3 separate regions of the Sus scrofa genome follow, and all the other regions are linked to region 2. Evidence: chromatin contacts called from public HiChIP or PLAC-seq data. All regions are on one chromosome and are shown on one strand. Each heading gives the region's core, a stretch centred on a gene start, on an enhancer-like site or on the middle of the called end of the contact. The rest is flanking DNA. Distances are from core to core; before and after follow the strand shown.

The links. HiChIP or PLAC-seq counts read pairs in DNA pulled down with a chosen protein or histone mark.
Region 1: an H3K27ac HiChIP or PLAC-seq map of alveolar macrophages shows a contact between it and region 2. The contact joins the promoter of ERP29 here to the promoter of LOC102160475 in region 2. A contact is called at or near these places in 1 of 5 promoter capture datasets (fetal liver) and 1 of 2 datasets of contacts at active chromatin or transcription factors (alveolar macrophages).
Region 3: an H3K27ac HiChIP or PLAC-seq map of alveolar macrophages shows a contact between it and region 2. The contact joins the promoter of RAB35 here to the promoter of LOC102160475 in region 2. A contact is called at or near these places in 1 of 5 promoter capture datasets (liver), 2 of 47 Hi-C or Micro-C datasets (brain and embryonic fibroblasts) and 1 of 2 datasets of contacts at active chromatin or transcription factors (alveolar macrophages).

The regions. Positions count from the first base shown.
Region 1 is chr14:39,694,343-39,697,042 of Sscrofa11.1, forward strand. ERP29 (endoplasmic reticulum resident protein 29) reads right to left here and starts at 1,406. Exons shown (of 3, transcript XM_003483432.3): 1 at 1,101-1,406. The coding sequence starts at 1,244. It overlaps TMEM116 (transmembrane protein 116), which reads left to right and starts at 1,397. Exons shown (of 12, transcript XM_021074212.1): 1 at 1,397-1,418.
Region 2 is chr14:39,884,466-39,887,275 of Sscrofa11.1, forward strand. It overlaps LOC102160475 (laforin-like), which reads left to right and starts at 1,441. Exons shown (of 3, transcript XM_021074221.1): 1 at 1,441-2,262. The coding sequence starts at 1,458. The coding sequence ends at 2,159. MAPKAPK5 (mitogen-activated protein kinase-activated protein kinase 5) reads right to left here and starts at 1,433. Exons shown (of 14, transcript NM_001143694.1): 1 at 1,279-1,433. The coding sequence starts at 1,314.
Region 3 is chr14:40,139,649-40,142,719 of Sscrofa11.1, forward strand. It overlaps RAB35 (RAB35, member RAS oncogene family), which reads right to left and starts at 1,613. Exons shown (of 6, transcript NM_001243291.1): 1 at 1,434-1,613. The coding sequence starts at 1,485.

The DNA.
Region 1 (2,700 bases), core at 156-2,655, 190 kb before region 2:
TTGGAGCTGGAGCTGCAGCTGCCGGCCTACGCCACAGCCGCAACAACACCAGATATCACGACACCAGAGCTCACTGGCAGCACTGGATCCTTACCCCACTGAGCGAGGCCAGGGATCGAACCCACATCCTCTGGGCACTAGTTGGGTTCATTATCGCTGAGCCACAATGGCAACTCCATACACCTACACTTTTACATTCTTGAAAATTTGCCTTGAATGAGTCACAGGTACCAACTTCAGGAACAGGAACCCTTTCGAAAAGGGGAAGAGTTCAATCACTTGAGATAGATAGATACTTCTTGGTTTCACTTCCCAGCAATGAGCATGGACTAAAATAAAACGCCTGGTTCTCTCTCAACACTTAGCTCGCCCGTCTCACAGGTGAAGTTAAGGTGCCAGTGGGTGAAGAAAGGTGAAAGATCAGGGGACTGGGACTGCATTCAGCTTTCCATATTTCCACCTTCCACGTACCGAGGCCAGGACCCCAATTCTGTGAATACGGAGGTGGGGATTGTAGCTAATCCTTCCAAGTCTTGACCCGATTTTGCCACCAGGCCCAAGACATTCACTACAGAGTGGTTGAACTGAAGCTTATTCTCAAAGCTTGCACTTTTTATGGAGAGGCAGAATATCTGGACAGTGGCTGAAATCCATGCCAAGGAAAGAGGGGCGCTGAAGTGCAGGTTAACAAGCAGGGTTTCCACCCCTGCCCAACACAGTGGCGTCCGCTTCGAACTGCCCTCCAGGTTTCTCTACTTTGGACCCGAGGATTGGGCTCACCTGGCACCTCCCTCTTCCCACAGGTGATGGGAAGGGGCACCCTGCTCCCTCAGCTCCATTTCTGCAGTTCTTTTGCAAAGGAGGAAGCAAGTATAAATATTGCAAAGGCAAAGGTGCGTGGTGACCATGGATCATGCATGCTCCAAGGCCAAGATACGGCCTCGGCCCAAAGTCCACCAGCCCTGCAAGGCGGTGGGAACCCACGAGATCATTGCTACAGACCACCTCCCGCCAGCTAGCTGTACCCAGCGTCCCCCACGGGTGGGCGCTGCCCTAGGAGCTCTGGCTGCACCTGCGCGCGATGTCCCCCGCCGCGTTACCTTGTAGAAAGTAATTGTATCCAGGGGAAGGGCGCCCTTGGTGTGCAGGCCGCTGCCGCCTTGCGGAGCAGAGAGAAACAGGAGGAACAGGAGAAGGGGAAAGAGTGGAGAGAGACAAGCAGCGTGGGGAATGGCGGAAGCCATAACGCCTTATTCTGGCAGTAGCTGCTGAAGCAGAGGAAGCGTGGAGTCGGGAGTCACGTGTCTAGGAGGGCCGACTCCGGCGCGCGTACGTGTACTAGCCGGCAGGCTCTCGGCGGCCTAGGGTGAGAGGGTGGGGCCTCGTGAGGGGAGAGGGGGGAAATGGAGCTGCTGCGCGTGCGTACTCGGCGAAAGCCAGCTGGGGCCTAGGGTGATTGGGCGGGGCCAAGTGGCGGGGAGGGGGTTGATAGTGTGGGGCGTGTGGGGGAGGGGCCGGAGGAGGAGGGGGCGTGTGGGGGAGGGGCCGGAGGAGGAGGGGGCGTGTGGGGGAGGGGGCGGAGGAGGAGGGGAGGGAGGAGGAGGGGGCGGAGGAGGAGGGGGCGGAAGGACTGCCGCGCACGCGCTCTCTGCGAGGCTTTCAGCTGGCCTGCCCCTTTCCCGTCATCCTCCGCCAGAGGAGTGGCGCGAAGCGCGTGCTCGGCGTTTTTATGGCCCTTGGGTCGCGTCTTTCCTTCTCTTCGAAGATGACGAAGCCGGCCAGCATTTCTTCTTGCCTTTGGTTGGGATGTGCTACTACCTTTGGTTAGTCTGTCAGGCCGTCTGACTGTGCTACTGCCTCTTAGTTGGCACGATATTATGTTCATTCAGTCGTATTCGGCTCCCACCCTTAGGCGGTAGCTGAGCTGGTGTGTGAGACGAGGCTCTTGTCAGTTTGGCTGTCAGGGCCTCCCCTACCCCTGACCAGCCCTATATGAGGCTTACTCTGTGGTGCGTGCTTCACCAGGGAGGCTCCAGGCTCATAAAAATAGGCTTCCCTTATTTTTAAAGTCCTAATAATTCTGTTGAACAGGTGTTTGTTCAGCATATAGTTTATACTAGATCCCAGGTTTGCTTGCAGGAATGCAGAATGGAGATGAATGAGACCGAACTCTGTACTGAACGAACTCAGTGGTGGGGCAGGAGGAGTCATGGAAATAGTAATAGAAACGTTACAGTGTAATTGGTAGAAAATAAGACTGTATTACAGGCTCATGAAAGCATAAATGGTAATTCAGTCAGTCCCGCTCAGTAGTGTTAGGGAAAGTAATAGACAGGAGGTGACTTTTGAGCTGGATCTAGAAAGAAGAGGAGGTGTTTACTTACAAGGCAAATAGCAGATGATGGTTCTAATAAGGGGGGGGGGACATGATGAATCTGTGAATGAACTGAGGCACGTGGTGAAGGGTCTCATCAAGCGAAAGGGTTTGGAGCCATCAGAGGTTTTAACCAGAAGAATGACTTTAGATTTGCTGTTACTTGGGAATAAAGAAGATGGATGTGAAAAGAAGGGAATAAATTGTGTAATACTTTATAAGGAATTTAGCACCAAGTAAACCATTACATGTGTCTAGTAAATGTGCTTTAGAGAGGTTCAGAAAAATTTATTGGAGTTTGCACTAATAAATTATTAAAGTAAGAC
Region 2 (2,810 bases), core at 191-2,690:
CTGAAGAAAACTGCAACTCTTTCTAAACCATTCTTAAGTTACTATGGGCTAATATTCACTGAGTTCTTACTAAATGTTAGGTATTGAAAGCACTTTCAGATATGTGTGCTTATTAAATTCTCAAAAAAACCCAAAAAAAACAAAAAAGCTCTGAGCTGGAGAAAGTTGTTTTTTTTTAACATTTTTAAATGTTTGGTATCTTTTCATTTCTTGTTTCCTAATTTCTTATTATAGTTGATTTACAATGTTCTGTCAATTTCTGCTATATAGCAAAGTGACCCAGTCATACACACACACATTCTTTTTTTCACATTATCCTTCATCATGTTCCATCACAAGTGGCAAAATATAGCTCCCTGTAGATAGGAAATAGTTTCTGTTTTTGGGGCTTTTTTTAATCCTCTTTCTTTGGATGAGGAAACAAGGGACAGAGAAGTAAAGTGACTTATTCCAGGACACAGTTAAATGAACGGCCAGGCTAAGATTTCAACTCATGAGTCAACCTGGAGAAACTTTTACAACCACTAAGTAAAACTGCCTCCCCCTTTACATACTTGCCCACTAAAACTATATCTGTCTTCTGCTCAAAACTCTCCCAGATTTCCTCTTTTACTCAAAGTCAAAGCTAAACTTCTTACAATGGCCTACAAGGCCCTATGTGCTTTGGCTTCCCATTACTTGTCTCTAACAATCTACACTGACCCACTGCATCCAAGACACCTTGTTGTTCCTGGATCACATAAGACTTGCACCTACCTCAAGACTTTTGTAGCCACTGAAAAGGGGAGAGGCCACACGGAAAAGTGAGAACAACCTCTTCGCCAAAGAACAGGTTTTCCTTCTGAAAATGCAAATTTCAAACAAATCTGCAGCGATGGGTAAAGTCCAACTCTCCAAGTGTTGCTGCATATTATCTGGACGCAAATTCTGACGACACTTGGGCAGCAGTCTAAAGTAGAGTAGTAGTACGGCCCCCTCCATCCTACAAACGTCAAGCATCTCCACGCCACTCACTTCCATCCTAGCTAAGCACTAGCCACATGCCGGTTTTAAGCAAATAAATCGCCGCAGGGAGTCGGAAATCTCTCTCTCTACACACACACACGCGCGCGCAACCCTTCGCCCCAGTGCTGTAAAATGCAGTCCAAAAAATCCGGGGAAGATCTAAATCTGGGAGATGCTGCAATCTCTCCAAGTTATCTCTTCTTTCTACTGCTGGAGGCAAGAGGAATGCCACAGGAGCAAAGAGGGGGGAGGAAGGGGGCATCTCCCCCTTACCTTGATGGCTTTCTCCATGTCGCTCTCCTCCGACATGCTCCGCGAGGCCCGCACGGCCGGGAGCAGCGGAGGCTGCGCAGCTGCCTGATCCCACCGCAGCCGAGGGAACAAGGAGCTCAGCGCTCCGGACCCCGAGCCTCGGGAAGACTGGCAGCAGCCGCCCCCAGGAACCGGCAGGAATGAAGGCCCCGGCGCCGGCTCGGCCTCGGCGGGCGGTTCTAGGCTGGCGGCGGCGGCGGCAGCGGCCCCCGGGAAGAAGCCTTTGTGCTGGGCCCCACGCGGCCGCCTCCCGGCCTCATCCCCGGCCGGGGAGGCAGGCTCCCGGGGCAGGGCGAGGCGGAGAGGGCCCCGATCCGGGGCGCTGTGCTGGGGCCTCGAAGGGCCTCCGCTTAGGCCCGGGCTCGCCAGGTCCTGAAGAGGAACCTGCGCCTCCGCCTCCGCCGCCGGCACCGCCGAGAAGCCGAGGCCGACCCCGCCGCCGCCGCCGCCGCCGCCGCTGCTCCCGCTGCTGCTTCAGCGCCACACATCGCCGGGACACCCGCGCCGGGCAGCCCTGCCGGCCGCCCGCCTGCCGGCGCTGTGCACTACTTGAACTCCGGGCCGCCCTTCCTGCGGCCAGACTTCGTGCCCCCACAGCTCCACGCGCCCCTCGCCGCGGTCCGCTGGGGTTTCCGAGTCGCCCCCGAACCACGCAGTTGACTTGCAGGCGTCTGCCAAGGCCTCCCCAAGGTGGCGCCAAACTCAGGACAGGCCCCCGGGCCCTCCGCAGCGACGGCGCAGTGCTGATGACGTCAAAGGCCCCAGACCAGGCGGGGCTATTGGACCTTACCACCCAATTCGAGTGGCAGCGGGACATTTCTCACCTTCTGTGTTTTTCCTAACGTCGTGGTCTAGATTTATGGTAGCAGAAACACGCTGCGGAAGAAGCAGAGGATATCGGCTTGTGATAGAGGTCAGACACTGAACCTCCGGAAGAATCCTGAGGTAAGAACAGATATATAGCAATAACAGTTATGTATACAGGGCTTTCATTTTGCGTGAAGCTCTTTTTTTTTCCATTAGTTTCCTTATTCTTTATAAAGTAGGCATTTGGCTCTTCGAGGTAAGTGTATGTATGTGGAATATATAAAATATGTATGTATTTTTTGCTTTTTAGGGCCGCTTCTGTGGCACATGGAAGTTCCCAGGCTAGGTAGGGGTCGAATAGGAACTGTAGCCTCTGGCCTACACCACAGCCACAGCAACGCCAGATCTGAGCAGTGTCTGCGACCTACACGACCTACACCATAGTTCGTGACAGTTCAGGATCCTTAACCCACTGAGCGAGGCCAGGGATCAAACTGGCATCCTCATGGATACTAGACGGGTTTGTAACCTGCTGAGCCACAGTGGAAACTCCTGAGGTGAGTATATTGTTATACCCTATTAACAGATGAGATAACAGATGAAGTAACAGATGAAGTAAGTGGAACTCTCTTGCAAACAGCTGAGAACTAGTGAAGTCAAAATTGGAACCAAGGTTTGTGCTCGTT
Region 3 (3,071 bases), core at 363-2,862, 260 kb after region 2:
GAAACCCCAGATACCCTTCACCTTATCCAAACCATCAGCCCCGTCCCAATCCAGCTCCACAACAAGACCAAAACCCACCCACTTTCCTGGCCCAGCTGTCACAACACCGCCACATCAGTTACTGACAACACCTTTGATTTCCCCTCTTTCCTTAATAATCCATGAGCTCCACCACCAACCTGGCCTCTGCCTCCAGTCACATGACCTCGATGCCCACATTCAACTCAAGTCTGGTCTATAAACTTGGCACTTTCCCAAGCCTCCTTCCCCATCATAAAGTCCCAGGGCCTCAGCTACGCTCCCAGAAACCTCCTGGGGCCTGCTTCCCTGACCTCTTGGTCACCCCTTTAATAAACCTGCTTACCTGCCGCACTCCAAACACCTCTAAAAACCCTCCACCCTTTCTCAGAAACCAGACTAGCTTTTCCGAGGGTACTTGATATTCATTCATTCATTCATTCGACAAATATATATTAGGCACCTACTGGGTGCCAGGCACTGCACTAGCCACTGGAGAGTGAGCACTGCCCCAAGCTCTCTAGGAGTGTATAAACGGTCAAAGCACTTTTGTAATGTTGGCAGACCCACCTCCAATATCTGTCTAGCATCTAGTGTACAATACGTAACAGCAAACATATACTAAGAACTCACTATGTGTCAGACACTTTTCCCAACATAGTGTGTGCAATATCTCACTGAATACTCAATCAGCTCAGTGAGGCAGATCGTACTACTATTTCATTTTTACAGATGAGGAAACGGAAGCATACAGAGATAATAATTCAGCAGGAATGTGCCAGTCCTTGAGTGAAGTGCTTTACCTGTCTTACTTCATTTAAACCTCACAGGAATCTCATGAGGAAGGTTCTGGGAATATCCCCATTTTACAGAGGATGAAACTGAAGCTTCCAAAGGCTACTGATAACCACATCGATTGCTAACATCTACCTAGAGCTAGCTCACTCCACCAGGTCGAGTGTTAAGCACTTTTCCAGCTTTATCTCATCCAATACTCACACCACCCTACGAGGCAAGTCCCCAATTCTCAGATGAGGAAACTGAGGCTCGGAAAGGCGAAACAATTCGCCCAAGGTCAGAATGAGGAAGCTAGTAGTCCCGAGACTCGAACCTGGGTCCCTCCAACTCCAGACACCGCGCGACTTGACCAAGGTCACACGTGAGGCAGGGGCCGGCGCGACCAGTGGACCGGGAGCCCAGCCCCGAGCCCCGCGCACCCGGCCCCTCGGCTCCGTATCCCCGCGCCCCAGCCTCACCTCGGAGCCGCCCCGAGCCCCTCCGCGCGCCCCTGCAGCCGCCGGCTGCCCCACCCGCCCCGCGCGGGCCGGCACCTCCCCGCCAGTCTGCCCGCCCCGAGGCCCCTGCGGGCCGCGCCCGGCAGGGCCCACGCCGCCTCCGGCCGCCGCGGCCCTTACCGCTGTCGCCGATGATGAGCAGCTTGAAGAGGTGGTCGTAGTCCCGGGCCATGGCGGGCGGGGGAGGCGCGCGCGGGCGGGCGGGGTCGGTGCTGGCCTCGCGATCCGCAGCTCCCTCCGGGCTGCTCCGGCAGCGGCGGATCCACTTCCCGAACAAACAGCCGGAACTGACAGAAACACCTCCCTCCGCTCCCCCTCCTCCTCCTCCTCCTCTTCAGCAGCCGCCGCCGCTGCCACCGCCTCCCTCCTTCCCGCCCCGCCCCGCCACTGCGCAGGCGCAGCGCCTGTCCCCGCCTCTGCGCAGCCGCGGCCGCAGCCAGCCGCGCCCTCTCCGCGCTCACGCACTGCGCGTGCGCCCAGGCAGAGTCCCGCGGGCGAGGGCTGGCCTTTCCTGCGTCTTTTCGCCGATCACAGCAGCCGCCGCCGCCCGCAGCCCGCAGCCCGCGGCCTGGAGGGTTCGGAGAGCAGAGCTGCGGTGGAACCCTAATTGGAAGAAGCCTAGAATGAGGAAGAAGTCCGGCCGTGGCCCGGAAAAGACCCGCTCCTTCATCTTCAAGACCCGCAAGCGCTGCGGAGAGGAAAAGACTGGCAGTGACCGCTGGGGCGGGGCTTACGCCGAGCTCCCGGTTTCTCGGGGCTGGGGACTCGGACACTCCGCCCCCTTCTGCGTGGACGCCGCCTCCGGGGTGCTAGCTCCGGCCCCCTACCGTCTCCCGAGCCTATGGACAGGACGCCGAGGCGGCTGGAGGCTGCGGTGTGTACAGGACCGGAGTCGCCCGCTGGGGAGTAACGTGTTAGGTGTATGGCTTTGACGTCAGTGCTGGGGAGAAGTCCCATCCTAGCCCAGAGACCTATTGGAGCTTGAGTTGCCTTGTTGATAAAACGGGGTGGGTGATACCAGATTCAGGGTCCTGTCCAACATGACGTTGAGCCTGGGAGGTGACGAACCCCGCAGATCGACAGCAGCAGCTCCTGCAGCTTCAATTTCACACCATCTACAGATACACCACTTTTCCAAATCACGTGGTAGGAAGACCTGGGTTGCAGAAGTTAAGCGGTATTCGGTTTATCATCAGACCCAGTTTTTTTCCGGTTGTAGAGTAAGTTCCCACCTGCACTAAAAGTAGAATGCGCCTCTTGCCATCCTCATTTACAGAACTGAAGAGAAAAAAATTTGTTACAAGTTCTGTATGTCCCTCTCACTTTCTAGTGAAGTACCTTTTATATATTTCTACTTGCTTTCTCAAACTTCCTTTTACCTTGACTTTATACAAAGTAATTCTCTTGGTTTTTAAATATATACAGAAGGTTACCAAAAAGTACAAATTACTGCTTTTCCCTCAGACCCATTCCTCACATGTAAACAAACCCTGTTAATAAATTTATTAAAAGTTAAATGTTTTAAGTTTAACAAATATTTGTTGAATGAATAAATGTCCTTCAATTAATTTCCTTTGCCTGTGCATACACTTAAATTGCTTTTTCTCTTTAACAACATACTTGGGCCTTCTGTCATCACAGCTGCATGGGTATGACACTCCATCATATATATATGGTGATACTGGAGTTCCCATTGTGTCAGTGGTAACAAATCCAACTAGTATCCATGAGGAAGAGGGTTCGATCCCTGGCCTCGCT